2 separate regions of the Mus musculus genome follow, and region 1 is linked to region 2. A link is a contact called in public HiChIP or PLAC-seq data. All regions are on one chromosome and are shown on one strand. Each heading gives the region's core, a stretch centred on a gene start, on an enhancer-like site or on the middle of the called end of the contact. The rest is flanking DNA. Distances are from core to core; before and after follow the strand shown. Region 1 holds the start of Bid (BH3 interacting domain death agonist). Region 2 holds the start of Rad52 (RAD52 homolog, DNA repair protein).

What was found. HiChIP or PLAC-seq counts read pairs in DNA pulled down with a chosen protein or histone mark.
Region 1: a contact with region 2 is called in an HNF4G HiChIP or PLAC-seq map of pancreatic cancer cells. The contact joins the promoter of Bid here to the promoter of Rad52 in region 2. A contact is called at or near these places in 2 of 39 promoter capture datasets (liver and pre-B cells) and 1 of 115 datasets of contacts at active chromatin or transcription factors (pancreatic cancer cells).

The regions. Positions count from the first base shown.
Region 1 is chr6:120,915,572-120,918,627 of GRCm38.p6, forward strand. Bid (BH3 interacting domain death agonist) reads right to left here and starts at 1,253. Exons shown (of 6, transcript NM_007544.4): 1 at 1,163-1,253.
Region 2 is chr6:119,900,996-119,904,427 of GRCm38.p6, forward strand. It overlaps Rad52 (RAD52 homolog, DNA repair protein), which reads left to right and starts at 1,703. Exons shown (of 12, transcript NM_001166381.1): 1 at 1,703-1,840.

The sequences.
Region 1 (3,056 bases), core at 3-2,502, 1.0 Mb after region 2:
CCCCCCATGGAAACACTCAGAGCTGACTGCCAGGGTAGTGCCTGGGACCAAGTCCCAGGGGATGGGGCAGGGCTGCAAAGTCTCCTGGTTGGGTAGAGCTGGAATGTGGAAAGTCCACATCCTTCTTGTGGTTTCTCCCAGCTCCATTCCACAGCTAGCTTATCCTAGACCCGGCTTCAAGGTAGTCTTCCAGTAAGGGCAATCCTGGCCATGGCACCAGGCAGTAGCCTGGGAAAGTAGGGGAGCCCTGCCTGGGTCCTCAGGATGCTCTTGACTCAGAACTATGTGGCTTATCAGATGAAGGTCAAGCCCAGCCTAGAAGTCCCATACTCAACACCACCTGGTCCTTTACAGAGCTCTTCATTCCAGCCTCTCACCACCCACAAAGTTCTACCCTGATCCGTCCCTGGTCCACACTTATTTGTTGAGTATGTAAATGAATGTACGAAAGAATGAATGAACGAATGTGTGAATCCTTGTGGGCCCAGGCCACTTGGTGGCTGAAGACTGTGGGTTTCTTCTAGAATCCTATAGGGTTATTCAGCCAACCATTCAACAAACTTTTTAAAAACATCAGCAACCAGTCTGTGCACATTTTCAAACCATTTTGGGTACTGGAGATGCGGAGGGGTCAGCCACTTCCTCACAGTTCAGGCGTGAGTGTGAGCTGTGCACACAGTAGTGCCCACGGGTGTAGGAAAGGTGCCCCTCGCTGCAGTCTTCCAAGGTCTGTGTTCCCTGGGTTGGGGTTCCAGGGCTTTTGCAGGGCCCATTTGTGGGCTGTAGCCGTTCCTTGTTGATTTTTGTGGGTGGCCATAGCGGAGCGCAGCGAGACCTCAGGCCCGCCTTTCCAGCTCTGCGCGCACCTGCCGAGTGGCGCGCGACCGCGGGGACCCCGGGTCCACCAGGAGGCCTGCCCGAAGCGGACCAGGACCGAGCGCTGAGGGGGACCGCGAGTGGCGCACGCCCCAGGCCTTCGAGTGAGTGCCTTCCCCTCAGCTCCGCGGTGGCACCCTGTGGCCGGCGCCCTCACCCCGCCTCCATCAAGGCGCAAGAGCCCCGCCATCACGAAGGATCGATAGCATACGAAACTGAGCTCCGTGCCGACCCCGTCCTCCCAGAGGGGAACTGTGGGGGCGCCCAGTAGGGTGGGCATACTCACCACGCAGACGCCGCTGCGCCGGTACCGGGCGGCGAACGGGCTAAGGCAAAGGTTTGCGGAGCCACACTCGGCCCGGCGCTCTACTCCACCTACCTTTCCTCGTGCTCGCCCGGGAGCCCCGCCCCTGTGATAGCCCCGCCCTCCGGATGCTCCGCCCTCCGACTGGCCACACTTTGCGGAAACCCAAGGGTCCTACCGGCTCGCTACGGGGGACAGGAAGGAAGGTACACCCGGAACCTGCGCTCCCCAGAGTCCCCAAAGCCTGGGCGACCTGCCCTCGTGAGGATGGGGTGTCATACTTGATCCCGACCTCTCCGCATTGTCTTGATGTATTACATAGCAGGGTTGGCACACTCAAGACTAGTGACCCTGTCAGAATCGGCCCTATCAGAGATGCTGGGAGGTCCCTATTGTTTCTCCTGCGCAGCTGCTTGCAGAATTTTTAAACTCTTGTGGGGAAGGCAGGGATGGGGGTTGCGGGGTTCTCGGTCATGGAATGAATCAGCAAGGATGAATGTGGAAAGAACCAGGAGGCTAGCAGATAATCTCAAACTGCTAGCTAGTTCCCCTGTCCAGAGAAGTCCCAATGCTATATACTTAAGTGCCAGCCAGTACCCCCAAAGGACACGTGACAGTGACAAAAGTGAAAGAGAAACAAGAAAGTGAATTCTGGAAGTATGAGGAAGTAAATAGAACCATGGAAATTGCTGTTCCTGAGCAGAGAAACTGGATCTGAGAAGACAAAAAAAAAAAAAAAAAAAAAAAAAAATCACATGGTTGGTGTGTGTTTGTGTGTGTATGTGTGTATTTAAGCCAGAGGTCAGTGTTTTCCTTCATCACTCTCCACCTTTCCACCTTTTTTTTTTTTCTTTTGAGATGGTGTGGGGTGAGGGGAGTGGACCAGCTTCCCAGCTCCACGCGTGATTTCCCTAGGCTGACTGCCAGGTGAGCTCCAGGAAGCTTCCACTGTGCACCAATAACAATGGAATTGTAGATACACACAGCACTCTATTTTTTACATGGGTGCTAGGGATCCAAAGTCCAGTTCTTACGCATATGAAGTACTTTACAAACCGAGCCATCTCCAGGGTTTCTTTTTCCTCTTTATATTTTCCAATTCTTCTTAAAGGAAGATGGCTCTAATTTTACGATCAATAAAAGTTACACTTGAAGCCGGGCGTGGTGTCGCACGCCTTTAATCCCGGCACTTGGGAGGCCTCTGTTCGAGGCCAGCCTGGTCTACAAAGTGAGTTCCAGGACAGCCAGGGCTATACAGAGAAACCCTGTCTGTCGAAAAACCAACCCCACCCCACCCCCCACTCCCCCACCCCCCCACCCCCCGCCAAAAAAAAAGTTACACTTGAAATCACATAGTGGAAGAGCTTGGTGATGAACAGCGGGGGCAGGGTTGGAGAGATGGCTCACTGGTTAAAAGCACTTCTCACTCTTACAGAGCATCCATCTGGGTTCAGTACTTAGCACCCATATGGTGGCTGACAATCATCTGTTATTCTAATTCCAAGGGACTGACCCCCCTTCTGGCCTCTATGAGGACCAGGCACACATGTGGTGCACATATATGCAGGCAACACACACACACACACACACACACACACACAGAGTTTTTAAATTTAAAACATGCAAGCTGAATTATCTAGATTTCAAAGTGGAAAATAATGAGAAAAAAGTTTTGTTTTTGTCTTGTTTTTTTTTTTTTAGACAGGCTCTCACTATGTAGCCCTGACTGGCCTGGAACTAGCTATGCAAACCAGGCTGGCCTAGAACTCACAGAGCTCCTCCTGCTTTTGCCTCTGGGATTAAAGGCGTGCATGATCATGACCTGAACACGTAATATTTTTAACTGGGATTCTCTCCGAGGTGCTTGGCAATCAAT
Region 2 (3,432 bases), core at 453-2,952:
TTGCAACTCCTTATGTAGACCAAGTTGATTTTCATTTGTGTCTGCCCTCTGAGTGCTGAAATTAAAGGTGTGCGCCATCTTGTGCTGCGTCTTCATTGTGGTCTCAGTGGGGTCTCGGAGCATGAGGCCCTTTGGATTTGGGCGGCTATATGATATCCAAAATATAAAAAGATGTTTAACATAAGTAATTATAAAAGGAAAGGGGTTCAGCCACATGGCTCAGTACAAACCTGATGGCCCTCTTCCCTGCGTCCCCTGAGCTTGCAGAGTCTCCATCTCTTCTGCGAGGCCCACTTCGGCTTCCCTGCAGGCACCCGGGGCCAAGCTCCTGCAGGCACCCGGGGCCAAGCTCCTGCAAGCACCACGTTCTGAGGCGCACGGATAACAGATTAATAGTCTATTTTTTTAAAAAAGATTTGTTTTTATTTATATGTATACATGTTTTGTGTGTCTGGGCAAATGAGTGTCGTATGTTTACGGTGCCTTCAGAGGCCAGAAGAGAGCACTGGGTCCCCTTGAACTGTAGTTACAGGTAGTTGTGAGTCCCCTAATTTGGATGTGGGGAACCTAACTCAGGTTCTCTGAAATAGTACGTGCTCTTAAACTGTGGAGCGATCTCTGTAGCCGTAGATGTTCAGGTTCTCCTCCCCTGTCGTTGGGATTGAGTCCATTACTTCCTACATGCCAGGCAAGAGTCCTACTACTAAGCTATAATGCCAACCCTCTTTTTACCTAGACAGGTTTTAAGCCCAGGCTGTCCTTGATTTTGGGATTCTCCTATCTCAGCTTCCCCAGTAGTTTGAGTTACAGGTCTGTGCCACCAGAATGGAAATTTGGTACTCTTGCATCGGCCAGTAGCACAGTTTCAAATGATGTTTTTCTTTTCTTCGAGACAGAGTTTCTCTGTGTAGCATCCTCGAACTCAAGACATCTGCCTGCCCCTGTCTCCTGGGTGCTGGGATTAAAGATGTGGCCACCACTGCCCTGAGAAAGAGTCTTTCCTTTTTGTGCAAGTAATGGGCAAGTTGAGTGACCAGCTAATTCCAGAAACAGAATTCTGAGTTTCTCTTGTAGCTAGTGTCATTGTCCTGTTATCTTGGTCTTGTCAGTATGGACCCTACAATGTGCTAAAGGACTTTCGATTTATTTATTAACTGCATCTGACTCCGTGTTTCTGGGAAGATTAGTTAAGTCAACCATCTAGGAAAACACGAAAGATCCTGGATATAGTGGCCATATAATGAATTGGTTAAATTGCAACAATCTGAAGGCCTGACCATTAAAAACAAAAAGTTCTCAGTATATAAACTACACATTGGAGACGTAGATCTGTTGTAAAGCAGAAAACATCATAAACTGAGATCAGTCTGTGTTTAACTTGGAGTGATGCCTAAAGTGTAACTGTCATCCAGTTAGTTCCGGTTGAATTTCAGGGGAAATCCCACTGGCTGCCAGGGTCTCAGAGTTTAAAAGCACACCGAGGAGAGGTTGGCTCCGGGCGTCACCCAGCCGGGTCACACCAGGGACCCTCGCAGGGCGCCTACGGAAACCGAAGCGGCTTGCTGCGGCTGCGGGAAGGCTGATCGCCGCGGGCGGTGAGATAACAGCCCAAGAGCGCTCAGGATGCTGAGTCCTCCGCCGCTTCCAGTTCGCGACTTGATTTGCGACAGCCTGCTTTGCGGCTCTCGGCGCCTTCTGACTTGACTTACGGCCTTTCCTTCTGTTTTTCTTTGGGCGAGGACTCTGAGCTTGCAGAGTCTCCATTCCTTCTGCGAGGCCCTCTCCGGCTTCCCGGCAGGCACCCGGACCGAGCTCCTGCGTGCACCGCGTTCCGAAGCGCGTGAGTGAGGACGGTCCTCGCCGGGGTGGTTCTAGCGGGGTCGGGGAGCGTGGGGCCTTTCGGATTCGGGCGGCTGCTGGACACGCCCGGCACGGGGGCGTCTCCACCGGGGAGGCCGAGCCCTGAAGCCCCCACGGTTGCGCTGGATCTGGAGGGAGGCGCCTGGTCCGGGGTTGCTGACCGCGTGCTCGGGAGCACCGTGCGACACGCGCGCTGACTGTTAACAGGACTGTCTAGGACAGGGTGAAGTCGGAGGGAGTCGGTGGGGCTGAGAAGAAACTGTGGACTTGAGGAGTTTGACATTCAGGGTAGCCTTTCTGGACTTTGAAAAACGAAGCGTGCATTAGTACGGTTAAATTCACTCCTCGGGGGTGTACAGTTCTCTGGTTACTCATATGCTTGGGGGTTGTGTAACCCCTAGCAACATCGAATTCCATAACATTTTCATCACTCCTAAATAAATCCAGAAGCCACAGTTAGCTCTCCCTCTCACTTTTCCCGTCATCCTAGGACCCCCGTCTGCTTTGTCAGTGAACCTGTTTCACTTGTATGAAATACAGTACTTTGTGTGGGTTTCGGTGGGATCTGTTCCGCAGAATAAAGTTCCGATGTTTGTATCTCGTTTGAATTATCCATCAGTTGATTAAGTTGATGGTCATCTAGGCTGATTCCCCTACATGGCCATCTCAATATTGCTTCTTTAATAAGACCTGGACAATTAACAGCACCAGTTGACATGCCAACTTGGATTGGGGGAGGGGTCTTAAAGGGCCCCGCCCTTAGATGAAGAGCTATACGCAATTAATGACTGTCAGAAAGGGAGAATGGCTTTCCCAGAGATGAACCCCCTAATGGATTACCCAGTACCAAGTGATCAGCCCTAAAATTGTACATGTACATGCTACATTAAACAGACTTAGGGGTTATATTTATTTATTCATATATGTATGTCTCTGTTGTCTGTGTAAAACAAAACAGAAAAAGGCTATGAAGTTGAGAGAGGGATATGAGGGATTGGAGGAGAGAGAGAGGAAATGATGTGAATTATATTTTATTTAAAAAACTGGCTGCTGCTCTTCCCAAGGACCTGGGTTCAATTCCCACCACTCACATGGTGGCTTACAACTGTCTATATCTCTAGTTATAAGGGATACCTTCTTCAGTACTTGTGGTGCACAGATAAGCATGCAGGCAAAACACACATACTTATATAATACAAACATTAATTTTTTTTTTTTTTTTTTTTTGGTTTTTTCAAGACAGGGTTTCTCTGTGTAGACCTGGCTGTCCTGGAACTCACTTTGCAGACTAGGCTGGCCTTGAACTCAGAAATCCGCCTGCCTCTGCCTCCCAAGTGCTGGGATCAAAGGCGTGTGCCACCATCACCTGGCTGTTTTTTTTTTTTTTTTTTTTTTTTTTTTAAAGAATCAAAATTTCTAATCTTTAAAAAAAAATGCAGGCTGGAGAAATGGCTCAGTGGCTAGGAGTAGTGGCTCTTCTTTCAGAGGACCTGAGTTCAATTTCCAGCACCCACATGTCTATAACTTCCATTGCAGAGGACCCAGCACCCTCACATATATGCAGACAAACAC